Linked DNA regions of Mus musculus: region 2 is linked to region 1. A link is a contact called in public HiChIP or PLAC-seq data. All regions are on one chromosome and are shown on one strand. Each heading gives the region's core, a stretch centred on a gene start, on an enhancer-like site or on the middle of the called end of the contact. The rest is flanking DNA. Distances are from core to core; before and after follow the strand shown.

Region 1 (6,957 bases), core at 4,092-6,591:
GAATAGACCAATGACTCATTGCAGTGAACATTTGTAAGTGAAGATGTGTAGATACAGGGATATACTGTGAGACAGTGTATGATATACTACAGCTTCCACAATGAGATGTTTTCTATGCTTTTTTTTTGTTGTTGTTATTGTTTGTGTGTGTATTTTATTGGAGGGGGAGTTTGCAAGGTCAAAGGTCAGATATGAGGGGCTAGGGAGATGAAAGGGACTGTGGTGCATGGTGTGAAACTCACAAAGAATCAATAAAAAGGTTTATAAAAGAATGTTTAGGTCACAGCATCTTTATTTGTGACCGTTAAAAACTGGATTCTATGCAAATACCTTTCAGTGAGCATGGACTCCCAAAGACCTGTGGTCCATCGTTACTCAACAACGAAACAGTTAACCATCACTAAAGCAAGCTCAGACTGAAGGGGATCACGAGGAGAGCGTGCTGAGTAATAAACGCCAACCTCAAGTTTGTACAAGCACACAGCCCATTTCCGTTCATGTCACAAATATGAACTGACACAATGTGAGGATGGAAAGCAGGTTCCTAGGGAAAGAGTGAGTGTGAGAGAGCAAAGGGAGAGCACAGAGGGCCCTCCTAACTCAACATACGTTCTATGGGTGACACAGGGAATTGTACTTTTGATCAACTTGAAAGCCAATATCGCCAGCACGCGCGCACACACACACACACACACACACACACACACACACACACGAGAACATGTTAACTATGAGATTTACATAAGCTCTGTGGGTCATACCAGTGTTATTTTCCTGCTTCTGATCTTGCAGGAAGGATACAGGAAGAGCTGAGGGGGGGGAGGGTGCCATGGATCTTCTCTATACATTGCTTTGCAAGTTCCTATCGACATCATGCTGTCACAAAATCAAGGGGTTTTATCATTATTGCATTAGTCCGGGAAGGCACGCACAGAAGTCAGAAGATAACTTGTGGGCATGGGCTCTCTCCTTCCACCACGTAGAGCCTGAGAATCTAAGTCAGGTCACCAGGCTTGGAGGCTCGGGAGTCGGGAGTGGGAGGCTCGGAGCAGGAGCCTTTTCCCACTGATCCATCCCACCAAAATAAAGGTTTTCTTTTGTTGTAGTTATTGTTGTTGCTTTGTTTTATTTTTTTTCCAAACCTGAACTTATCCTCATCCAAAATTTGTTCCTCTTTCCAAATTTTCTGATTTCACAGCCACAGATATAAAAGACATGGAGGTGTCGGCTCAGGCTCTGCCTTGTCCCTCACTCACAGGACGATTAATATTATCAACTTATCTGGATTTAGAGTCACCTAAGAGACAAACCTCTAGGCAAGTCTGTGAAGATGGTTCTAAGCTGAGTTAATGAGGTGGAAAGATCCATGGAAAATATGATTGGCACCAATCCATGGGTTCAAATCCTGAACTACATAAAAAGGAGAAAATGGGTTAAGCACCAGCATCTCTCTCTCTCTCTCTCTCTCTCTCTCTCTCTCTCTCTCTCTCTCTCTGTGTGTCTCTCTCTGTCTGTCTCTCTCTCTCTTTCTCCCTCCCTCCCTCCTTCTTAACTGTGGATACCATATGAACAACTGCCTCTATCTCATAACCCATGCCTTCCCCACCATGGTGGGTCAGAGTGTCAAACCATTATAAACCAAAATAAACCTTCCTTTCACTAAATTTATTTTTTCAAGTTCTTGGTCACAGCAATGAGAAAAGTAACTAGCCCTGATCTTAGCATCAAATAATACTGATGCAGCAATGGCAACAACATTCACTGAGTGTGTCTCCTCTCCCGGGAGCTCTATTTACAGGCTTCCAGGACTGGTCTAACTTGTCCCTCAAATCAGCTCTACTAATTATTCCCGCTGTAAACATCAGGAAACTGAAGATCAGAAGGGTTTATGGTTAAGGGCAAAGTCGAACAGTAACTTAAGATAATAAACTTCCTATCCATGTGATCTGTCCCCAGACCTGACTCATCCTAACCCCAGTAACTTAGTTCAAGATTTCACTGCTCACTGCCTGAACCAGACCAATACAGGAAACTTCAGGCTAATCTTCTCACTCCAGACCCAAGGAGAGGGAAACAGCCTTATCAGACATCCTTGAACAGTAAATCACCCCAAACAGAAGGCAAAGTCTTAGTTCCCAGGCATAAAGGGATTTCCCCCCCCCCATCAGTATTTTCACCAACTTGAATATATAAAGTGTAGTGCATGAATCATGAAGTACCTGCTTACAAGGATTCAAAGACTGTCCGCATTTACAGCTCCATGTTGAATGAAACTATTTGGAAACGTGACTCTCCTTACTCTCTGTGTCCTCAAACAATCTCACTCAACTGCTTCATGAGCTCTTTAAGATCAGTGTTCACAATTTCCGCAAACAGGGATTTCCAAGAGTAAGCTATCTTCAAGTCTGACTCTTGGGGAATCCTGGTTGTAAGCTCATGTTTAATGCTGTTCATGCAAGGTTCATCTAAAGGATGCCTCCATGACAACGGGGAAATTAAGGATCCTCTGAAAACCATTTGGACAAGTGTTCAAGGTAGCAAGAGGCGATACAGGGGTTGGAGAGGGTTAAGCAATAATGAGGGCAAAGAGGTGTGGAGAAGGGGAGAGGGTGTTGGGAGAGTGGATAGCAGAAACTTGGGAAGAAAACATGGGTCCACTTTGAGAACCAACTTCTTTGTGACTGGATTTGAGAAAATTCATACCCAGTACTCTAAACATAACCAGAAGTCCATGCCTGGGGAAGTGACAAGGCTTAGGGAAGACCCTAGTGCCGTTGATTTACTCAGCAGATGTGCTGTCAAACTGCCTTCTGAATATTTATATTGATGCCTACTGACTATTGTTGCTCTGAACCTTAGCCAGGGAAACTTCTTGTTGTGTAATAATTAATGCAGAGGCTCATATTACATCAAAATGCTCAGAATACAGGAAGACTGAGTTCTGAACCCTGTATAAGACATCTGTATCACCCATCCCAAGGCTAGGGGAAGGAACATCATGGGAAGAGGAGGAAAGGTTAAGTTTCAGATAGTGGATATAGCACTATAAAATGTTGTCTGCTGGACAGGATACATTCATTCACTCATAAACTCACGGGAACTGTGGTTATCTGTACAAGGCCCTTGACATTCTGTCACGGATGAGGAAGAGGCTCCAGAGGCACTCCCTGAGCAGCCATTGGCAGTGAACGGCTACCAAGGATGGAGGAGCCATTTTCTTCAATGCAATAGCCACTTGTTAATAAATAACCCCCAATCCATGCTCATAGAAACAGCCTTAATCAAACTCAGTAAGTCACAAAAACGAAAAAGAAAGAGGTGAAGGGAAAGCCATGAAAGCAGGATGGGGACTCTGAGAGGGAAGGGGGTCCTTATGAGTAGGATGATAATGAGGGGTAGATGTGATCAAGAATCCATTATGTGCATTATCAAATAACAAGAATAAAATAAAAATATAAAACTATTCTGTAAGCCAATGGGTTTCAATACTGTCTGAAAATTTTTCAAACCTACTAGTGCCTGGATTCTACCTTCCCAACACACACACACACACACAGAGAGAGAGAGAGAGAGAGAGAGAGAGAGAGAGAGAGAGATCTTCTGAGCTGGGAGCTAGAACTGGCATTTTCTAAAGCTTCTTTGAGCATTTCAGAAGCAGCCTAGAGTTGAGAGCCATCATGTGGGTACATCATGTGATTCCCACATTGTAATTCAGCACCTTTTTTAGTGTATAAGTGTTTGCATGTAGAGTCCAGCGGACACCAGGCATCCTCAGCGTCATCTTCAGGAACAGCATCTACCTAGCTTTCATTATCATTATCGTTGCTGTTTGTTTTCATTTGATTACCTCTTTTGAGTCAGGGTCTCACTAGGTAGACCAGGCTGGCCTTGAACACAAAGATTCCCCTGCCTCTCAGAGTCCTAGGGTTAAAGGCATGTGCCATTATATTCAGTTTATCATTACATTTGAGACAAGGTCTCTACTGGCCTGGAGCACACCAATTAGGCTAGACTAATCAGCCAGCAAGCTCTTTCTTCACTTCCAGTACTGGGATTAAAAAATGCACAACCACACCCAGAATTCTTTTCAAAGTAAATCGACTTACTTTGGGTTAAAAAGTTCCAATACTAAGGGTTTTTTTCTAGGCAACAAATGACTGTTGAGGGAGAATTAGCCTCCCCTAGAGAAGAGCCCTTAACTGTTTATCCAACGCAAGATGGTCAGCCCTAAAACCATATGTACACAAACAGCAAAAAAAGAATAGACTCAGCATATAGTATGTATATATTTGTGCATGCCTACACATATAGCAACATATTGCATAAGTCCTAGGAATTGAACCCAGATCCTCATGCATGCACAGCAGGCATTTTATCAACTGAGCCATCTTACCAGCCCCAACTTAATACATCCTGATTACACAAAGAAATCACCAGGAAAGCTTTGAAACCATACTGGTACCCAGTGTCTAGAGTCCCTGAGATTCTGACTTGTTTAGGAATGGACCCCAGACAGTCCAAGTTTCAACAACAGTACAAGGGAAGATGATTGGCAGCCAGACCCGAGACTCTTCAGTGCTCCTATGAAGAAGCAGTGAGTGCTACTTGCCACTGGTACTTTTAAAGTTGCTTAACCCCCATCACCCACCAGCACATAAGTCCAGCACTGACTTCCATTTGTTTCCATCTTCTGTTATACCATGACCTCTACATGCATCCAAAGACAATGCTGATAGAGGGGTTTCACCTAACGTGACTCCCCCAAATAGCACCAAGATGTTCCAAGTGGGGAACTGAAAGCCCACCCCATAGGGTGAGGAAATTTCTAGGAATCCATCAGGAATCAATTCCTCTTTTTCTGGAAGATGGGTTGGGAAGAAATGTCACTTGTTTTTACACATTGCCACCACTCCCCTTCTGTGGAGTTGTTACTACAGCATCCAGGCACCTGCCCAGTGCTTACAACTCTGATGTCATTTCATCCTGGAAATACATGGAGGACACATAACTATTATTCCTATTTTACAGAAGGACAGCTGAGGCATAAAGTCCATCTCCCTGAGGTTAATAGCCAGATACATTAGGAGACAGACCCTGCCCCATGCTTTCTCGTGTAGTGCTGTAGCGCCCCCTTCTGGCCTGACACCCTCAAAGTATTCCACACAGACAGAAGAACTTGGATTTCTGTTGCTCTGAGGGACAGCAATGGTGGACAGCTTGGCATCACACACAGAAAGATGGATCATGATAGGAAGGGTCAGCAGGTCACAATAGCCTCTTTCCTCCCCGCCTTATGGTCTAGTCCAAAAGCCGGGTCACTAACGTTCTCTGTGACATCACAGCCTCCTTTCCTCTCTGCCAGCAACAAGTAAGTGGGGCTCAAAGGTAAGGCCTAAGGGTGGGAGGGGTGACATTCCCTGCACCAAAGGGATGGCAGTGTCCCCACACTGGTGGAGACCTATTCATTTGCTACCAGCATCAGACACAATCCTTCCTTGGCCTCTACCCTCAGTTTCTCTCTGCCTACCACATCCCCACAACAGTGATGAATGACCCTAAGTGACTCCTCCAGCTCTAGAATCCTGCCTGCTTCACCTTAGTGACCTTGCTTCACCTGGTCAGCATGTTCTGAAGTCTCCGGAGACCTGAAACTTAAATAGGACAGGACAAACCAAGAGCCTCTTCTTTGACTCTTGTCCCCATCTAGAGATGGGTCATAGTACTGCATGAAAGTCTCCGCCCTCCTCCACTTCAACACCAGCATCTCTTACATTCTGAGGCTTCACAGCATGCCAGAAAGCTGTGCAGGCCACTTTCCATTGCTCTGAGTCTTCACATGCCACTTTGCTTTGCTTTGCTTTGCTTTGCTTTGCTTTGCTTTGCTTTGCTTTGCTTTGCTTTGCTTTGCTTTGGGATTTCCAGGTTACAGATCAAAGAGCTGAGGTTTTAAGACGCTATATATTATTTTTCTATGAAATAATCATAAAGAGTTATACCCCAAGGGATTAGGGATGTAGCTCTGTTGGTAGAAGGCTTGCTTGGCCTGTATGAAGACCCAGGCTCCATCCCCAGTACCACATAAACTAGGGATGGTGGCCTCCACCTTTAATGCAAGCACTTGGGTGGTAGAAGTAGGAGGTTCAGAAATTTGGGGTCATTCTTGCAATATGGAGTCCAAGGCCAGCCTGAGCTACATAAGACCCTGCCTCAGAAAAATATTTACTTTCCAGATAATGCTCTTGTGAGTTGCCGGTTTCCCTAAAAGATTTCCCAATTCTGGAGAGTAGGCAATTTACAACTGCCTATCATCAGGATTTCCAGGTAAAGATATGAAGAGCACAGCAGCCTTCATAGAACCCCATTCCAAGTTCCTGAAGCACAGCCAGTGGCTGTGATCTCCAAGGCCTATAGCTAAAAGGGACAAGGGCACAATGCAGTGTACGTTTAAGGGAGAGGGAGTTTGAGTACTTGTGTTTTCTTGTATGTGCATAAGCTATTTGGAGGAAAGGTTCCTGTTTGACATGTGGCACAGAAATGGAGTTTGTTTCCAGTTAAATGGAGAGCTGTGTTTTCACCACAGATAGAAGAGAGCTTTATAGCCAGTGCATAAGGGTCTGGGGAGGCACTAAGGCTACCTACCAACTGCTAGGATTCCAGAGACAAGAGGCACTTGGGCATCTAGGACCTTCTAGTATGAGATGACAACAGTGTGCAACTCTTCCATCATATTGGCCAGTAGCACTTTCATTAATAGATGACTTGTGATAATCTGTTAGCATCTTCCCAGGGAAGTAGGTCTGTGCCTAGGATTTGTGGATACCCTTTTCCCCTCTCTGTGTTACCTCCCCCTGCTCCCTCAATCCTAGTTGTAGGAAGACCCTCTAAGCTTGTCCAAATCTTTACCACTGACACCAGCTATCCTTGAATCTTTCCACTCACAAAAATGAGGTTTCTGGC
Region 2 (6,756 bases), core at 2,304-4,803, 46 kb before region 1:
AGACATAGTCACAATCACTGTCAGTCTCACACTCACACTTGCACACACATGCTCACCCTCATTTACTCACTTCATTAACTCATACTTCCCTACATACACTCACATGGTTGTACACAAATTCTCACGCTCACTTTCCTACTCACATGCTGATCTATTTCTACATACTTCTCTACTCTTACACCCACATGCTCATTCACACATTCATAAGCACACACATGCACATATACACACTCATAATCAACGACAAATTTTCTCTCACAGTTCTACACACACACACACTCACTCACATCCACACACTCTGATGCTTTGATATTTGTCCACGTATTCACACCACTCATACTCACCAGCACATAGTTATCATTTCACCGTCACACTCCTCACATGCTAAAACACTCACACATTCATATACATGACCCATCAATACACATGCTAACAAATGAATTCACACATACAGTAACACGCTAACATGCATTCACAGTCTTGCACATATTCACACTAATCCTGGTACTCATGCACACTCACCACTTACTAACACAAAAACTCCCACCTACATAACTGCACACTCAAGCACACTTCAATCATGATTGCTTACACATGCACATTGATACACTCAAGAACACATTCATATGCACCACTCAAATACACACTCAAAAAATAGACACGTTTGCACTCAGATGCAGTCAAACAGTCTCATAGGTTCACACCTATGCACAGATACACTCATTCTCACACACACACTCATATAGTTTCTCACACATTCATGTAACCACAAACATACACACATTCACTAATTCACATGTACACTCACTCTCACATGGTCACACACACTCATTCACACACAGTCACACACATACTCAAGTATACACATTCACATACCCACTCAAACACACATTTGCACACTCATAGTAACACATTAACTTACATATAATCTCACACACATCAACATTCACATAGAATCATATTCACAGTCTCACAGAGGGTCACCTAGTCACACATTTGATAGCTATGTATTCTTATCTTAAAAGCTACGTAGAGTCCATGAAAATACAGTGGCAAGGCCACTACCTCTTGAAGCTCAAATTTTGATGAGCTCAGAGATGGCAGACAAGCAGATCTGCCATCTGGGTGTGCAGAGGGAAAGCATCCCAGCTAGAGCTGTACATCCCTGGAGGTTCTGAGACTGACTTCCTAGGGAAGGATGCTGGACAGGAAGGGTCAACCTGTAAGGCAGGGAGTAGTGTGTCTGGGAAGAACAGGACAAAGAATCCTCAGGAGAGGGCACTGTAAGAGGAAATACAGGAAATGAGGTGCATCTGTCTTTCTTCCTTTCTGGAAACAAAGCATCTACTCCTGGTCTCACATGCCCTGTTTGTGAAGTGATAGGTTTGGAGAGGAAGCTAAGACACTTCTCCTGGACTTCTGAGATCTGAATCCAGGTCTCAAAATCTCTCCCTGCATGCCTCAGGACTGCCACATGCAGTCTCTCTGGCTACCAGTTTCCTTGTCCATGAATAAGAGACTAGCAGTGGCTGATTTTATCACTTAGCTTCACATTGGCAAGATCCCGTGATCTGGTTTCCTAAGCCAGGGAAGAAGCATAGATGACAGCAGAAGACAAGCCCTCCTCGTGTGACCTCTTACAACACCCTATTTTCTTTAACTGAAGATCTAGAGGTCAGTACAATCCAGGCAGAAATCCCACTAGCCTGCAGAGCCCCCTAAAACACTCCTGTGCTAGATTCAGACTTCATTCCACTTAATCAGCTCTTTAAAGATTTTGGATCCAAACAGTCATACTCTGATATCTTCAAGGTTAGAACTCCAGCATATGGATTGGAGATGGAGGACATCTTCCAGACAAGAGCTTCCAGAACATATCTGGCACCATGCTTGACACACAGCAGGCACTCAGAAAGTGGTACCAAGCAACACTGATGATGGAGATCATGGCTGCCCATGTTGGAAACCCTTCATCAGGTGACAAAGCCCCCAGATCAGTGCCTAGCAAGCAGTTCCTCTGAAACAGGGAGATCCAGAGTTCAAAAGCCATAAACTCCCCCTGACCAAAAAACAACAAAAACAACAACAACAACAACAATAATAATAATAATAATAATAATAATAATAATAATATGGAGCCGTTGGCTTCAGAGTGAGAGCCACACAGTGCAGCAGTAGATACTGCTGACTTGAGCATCAACGTTGCTTGGAGAATAATATGCTTGAAAAAGCGGCCCAGTAGTGACAGGTGAGTACCATGTGATGTTATAACAGGAGTAAGCCTCAGGAGACTGTTCAGTAGTAATTTGATTGCAAGTGTGAAGACCTGAGTTCATTTTCCAAAATCCATATGAAAAAGCCAGGTGTGTTGGGGTGTGTTCATAATCCCAACAATGGAGAGGGAGAGACATGTGAATCCCAGGGAATCACCAGCCTGCAAGACTGGCCTATTTGAGAAATTCCAAGACAGTGAAAATATCACAACTCAAAGAAGAAGAAGAAGAAGAAGAAGAAGAAGAGGAAGAGGAAGAGGAAGAGGAAGAGGAAGAGGAAGAGGAAGAGGAAGAGGAAGAGGAAGAGGAAGAGGAAGAAGAAGAAGAAGAAGAAGAAGAAGAAGAAGAAGAAGAAGAAGAAGAAGAAGAAGAAGAAGAAGAAGAAGAAGAAGAAGAAGAAGAAAATGGACTCTAATTGAAGAAAAGCAACCCAAGATTGTCCTTTGCCCTCTGCACACACAGGTACTCATGAACAGGCACCCACACAGAAGTGTATGCATGCACACACATACACTTGATGTATAAGTCATAAAACCAGAGCCTCCATTTGGCCATCTGAGCAGATCACTCTGGGTCTTTCCAGTTCTTGACTATGCTGGTGCCAGGGTCTTGGACATCTATCCTTCAAGCATGGATGTGTCAAAAATAAATGACAGTAAATGTTTAAACCCTCATGCAAGAACATCACCTTCTCCTACTTGCTCTTTGCTTAATCACAATGCCTCTTCTCTCAGACCCTCTGCCTCCTTCCTCCCTGGCATCCTGAGTGGCATTGGAAGTAAAACCCAAAGCAGCACAGAAGTCCCAAGCACTGGCATCCTCTGAGGGTTTGTCTCGTATCTCCTCTCTTTCTCTTTCTGCTTTCTCCTCTCTTTCCTGCCCCCCACCCCTGATCCTTAAATCCTTACAATTCTCACCTCACGTCTGCTTACTGAGTTTCTCCTGACCTCTACCTGGCATCTCCAGCCCTTCCTTAATCTTCTCCAATCAGAAGCGGGTGTCTTCTTCTCTCCCAGACTAGAATATCTTATTCCTCACAACTTCCCCATTCACATCCTGGACACTCCACTGCCCAGTATTGGGATCATCTTGAAACACTTTTTCAGGTCCTCTCAGCTCTCCCCTGCCTTTCTTCTGGACCAGAGAAGACTTCATGCAAGTAACAGCTTGAAGCCACAGTCAGCAAACAGTTGAATAGTCAGAAAGCATGGCTCGGCTCCTCTAGCCACAAGATTTGAATACTTGGCAAGAGTAGCCAGTGTGACTCACGAAACCACAAAAGCCCCATCGCTTTACTTTTCTTGGAACTGGTGTGTGGGTGTGAACACTCAGCAAGACCTCTATAGCTCAGCAGTGCATCCTGAGGGGAGGGAACCAACTGACCTGCATGGTGCAGCTGTTGAAAAGCACTTTCCCATACCTGATACAGCATCCTGGGATGGGGATTGCCGCTGACCACCTTGCCACTGGCCTCTCAACTCAAAAGTGTGTCTTCCTGTAACACTAGCATGCTACCGATTACTTCTTTAAAGGCCTTGTCTCCCATCAGAGCCACATTTGGGAGGCTAGAGCTTCAATACAAGAATGAGGAGAGATTCAGTCCATAGAAAGAGGGTAGGGGTGGGATGGAGGAGTAGAGACGATGAAAAGAATATAGGAGAAATGAAAACTGGTGTTGCATGTAGTCTTGCAAAAAAAAAAAAAAAAAAAAAAAAAAAGACTAGCTGGAGTCTCCACCTGGAGGCAAGATTCCTGCTTTCCTGCTTTCTCCTTGCCTCCCCCTTCTCTGAAAGTAGATACAGATCTAGCCCCTCTAGGTCTCAGTCTCCCTGTCTGTAAGATCTATAGGATAATATCAGGCTCCCTAAGAGGTCAATATCCCTGAAACTCAAGACCAAGACAAGAATGTTTCAAAAGACCTTCATGGGTAGAAGAAAGCAGGACAAATAACAGTGGTGATAGAGGCTTTAACCCCTCTCTGAAGGACACCCTAGTGACTCACCAAGCTCATGAGTGAGGGAAGACATCTCCTGTAGACATCAGGAACATCATGTCCATTTGTCTCTACTTCATTCCCAAACAAGAACTTGGGAAGTGTTGAGCTAGAGACACAATCCTGAGGCTGGCTCGTTTCTTTGTATGTTTGATCAAAAGTAGGCTGTTTCCACAGTGTGGCCCACTGAAGCTCACCCACAACTCAACCACACCACAGCCACAGAAGAGCACCTACCATCAAGAGACCTAGGGTGGAAGGGCAGGAGATGCCAAGAGAAGGTGGCTTCATTGAATCTAAAGGAAGAGGGAGGCTCTGAGAAGCGTTAAGAGAAATTTCTGCCTGGCTGAACTAGGGGTGGTGGAGGACTTGGCCAAGGAACAAGTGGAGCAGCATTTCTAGCAAAATCCTAGAGGAGAGATAAATGCTAATACACTTGAACTGTTTCAGGGTTGGGGAGAAAAACATGGAAAACTGATGGTTATCAGAACCGGAACTCTGTGGTAAAGGGTGGGCTATTTCTGGAAGGTAGTAAGAAGCTACTGAAGACTCTCTTTGAACAGTGCACAAACTTGGTCCAGCTTGCTCTGTTTGCTCCTTTGTGTTTTGAGGGGCTGGAAACTGGACCCCAGGAATAAAAGATAGACCACGGTCTTGCTCATCAACTGCCTTTATGAGCTCTTCCTGCTCCATCTCTCATCTTAAATGTACTTTTGTTTGAGGTACTAGTTAGTGCTCAGTTCCACCAAGCCCCCAAGGCACACATAAAATTAGGTGGCAACCACAGTTTTGCAGAATCAAACAAGGAACAAAAATTATCTCATTCTAGGAACCTATTATAACCATGATACTTAACCATGATAGAGAAGGCAGCATGAAATAAAACAGCAAACAAAGCTAAAAGTGGACACAGGGTTTTTAAAAAATTAACTAAAATGCTGGCAATTTGAATGCAGCAATGTAGAAAATATCTGAGGATCAAGGAGTCTCTCAAGATTTCTTTTGGATAATCCCTTAATGGCACGCACCTGTCCTAACAAACTAGGTCAGCCAAAATTCAAATATTGAAGCCAGAACTCCTAGTATCTATAAACGAGACTATATTTGAGGATACAATCTTTAAAGAGGTAATTATGTTGAAATAAAGTTGTAGATCTGGGTCCTAATTCATTAGGACTGGTGTTTTATGAGACAGAGGCAACATCTGTAGAGACATCAAAAGACCACCGACCATCTCTGAACCCATCATACGGGCTTCAGGATAAACCATCCTTGCAACTCCTGGACCTCAGACTCGCAGTCTCCAAAGAAATGAGAAAATAAAGTTCTGCCATTTGAGCCTTTCAGTCTTCAGAATTTTGTTGTGGGAGCTTGAGCAAGCTAGGAGAATGTGGGATTAAAAAAACAAACAAACAAATAGGAGATGGCTTAGAAATGGCTCATTCGGTGAACTATTTGCCTCACACACAGGAGAGGGGAAGGGAAGGGAGGGGAGGGGAAAGGAGAGGAAGGAAAGGGTCATTTTATCCAAAAGGAGAAGCTAAAATCCAGCTGCTTTGAAGGCTTCTGCGGAGGGGGGTGACAGACATACAGAGAATATATAAATTCTAACTGTGCAATGAATTTTCACCAACTCACCCAGTCATCATCTAACTTTTTCACCGGGTCAGGTCAGTCTCAAAGGGTAACAACTCACCACTGTGTTCACGCTCATCTCTTCGAAGGTTAAGCCTCTGTTCATATACTGAGGAGCCAATTAGTAAGATGTCTATTTGTCTGATACTTGCCAGGACCCCTTGTCTTTCTTGTCAATTCATAAAGCCTCTCAGTGGCGTGTTAATTTGAAATGTGGCATCATGTGTGACAGCCTGTGGCATCAGGGTCTCCTAGTCTCAGCATGATTGATATTTTGCCAGATGGTCCTTTGCTACGGCGTTGTCCCTCTCACATTAGGGATGTTCACACAGCTCCGTGTGACACCCCAAAGTGTCTTCAGAAATTGGCAGATGTCCCAGGAGAAAAGGAACACATTCTTCAGCTGATAATTATTGGTCTAGGGATTATCAAGGGAGGTCCTGACTTATTGGTCTCTAAATCCATGGTTAGAAATGTATCCTTTACAATAAAATCCATCTCTTTCCCTTATAGGCCTTAGATTTGAAAGGTTTTCCTAAGGGTCATCCACACTCCTAGACTGTAAATTATGTGACTGTGTGTCTGTGTTGTCTTCTGTTGTCTTTATTGCTTCACATTAAATCAGCCTCCGCATTAGTTAAAACAGGAATGGAGTTATACTCTGATCTAGGTAGTTAACCCACCCTTCACGCTACCTGCATATAACTGAAACCTTGCTGGTTGATGTGTGATGACATGTGTCATGCATCAAGTTCTTTTTTTTTTCTTTTCCATTTTTTATTAGGTATTTAGCTCATTTACATTTCCAATGCTATACCAAAAGTCTCCCATACCCACCCACCCCCACTCCCCTAC

The links. HiChIP or PLAC-seq counts read pairs in DNA pulled down with a chosen protein or histone mark.
Region 2: a BATF HiChIP or PLAC-seq map of CD8 T cells shows a contact between it and region 1, with 18 read pairs. The contact joins the enhancer-like site here to the promoter of Tex48 in region 1. A contact is called at or near these places in 4 of 39 promoter capture datasets (3T3-L1-derived adipocytes, embryonic stem cells, macrophages and 1 more), 1 of 15 datasets of contacts at CTCF or cohesin (CD8 T cells), 11 of 484 Hi-C or Micro-C datasets (the C2C12 cell line, ECoMG-derived neutrophils, LSK cells and 7 more), 2 of 115 datasets of contacts at active chromatin or transcription factors (CD8 T cells and effector CD8 T cells) and 3 of 9 other capture datasets (adipose tissue, liver and pancreatic islet).

What each region holds. Positions count from the first base shown.
Region 1 is chr4:63,620,817-63,627,773 of GRCm38.p6, reverse strand. Tex48 (testis expressed 48) reads left to right here and starts at 5,341. Exons shown (of 5, transcript NM_029324.3): 1 at 5,341-5,368.
Region 2 is chr4:63,665,283-63,672,038 of GRCm38.p6, reverse strand. No RefSeq gene overlaps it. Among named protein-coding and RNA genes, the nearest start is that of Gm42294, 28 kb to the left of the region's middle. Within about 2 kb of position 3,553, at least 93 of the 459 cell types and tissues checked have an H3K27ac peak or open chromatin away from gene starts, as enhancers often do. A contact at or near this core is called in CD8 T cells, Th1 cells, effector CD8 T cells and 1 more, where this site is marked.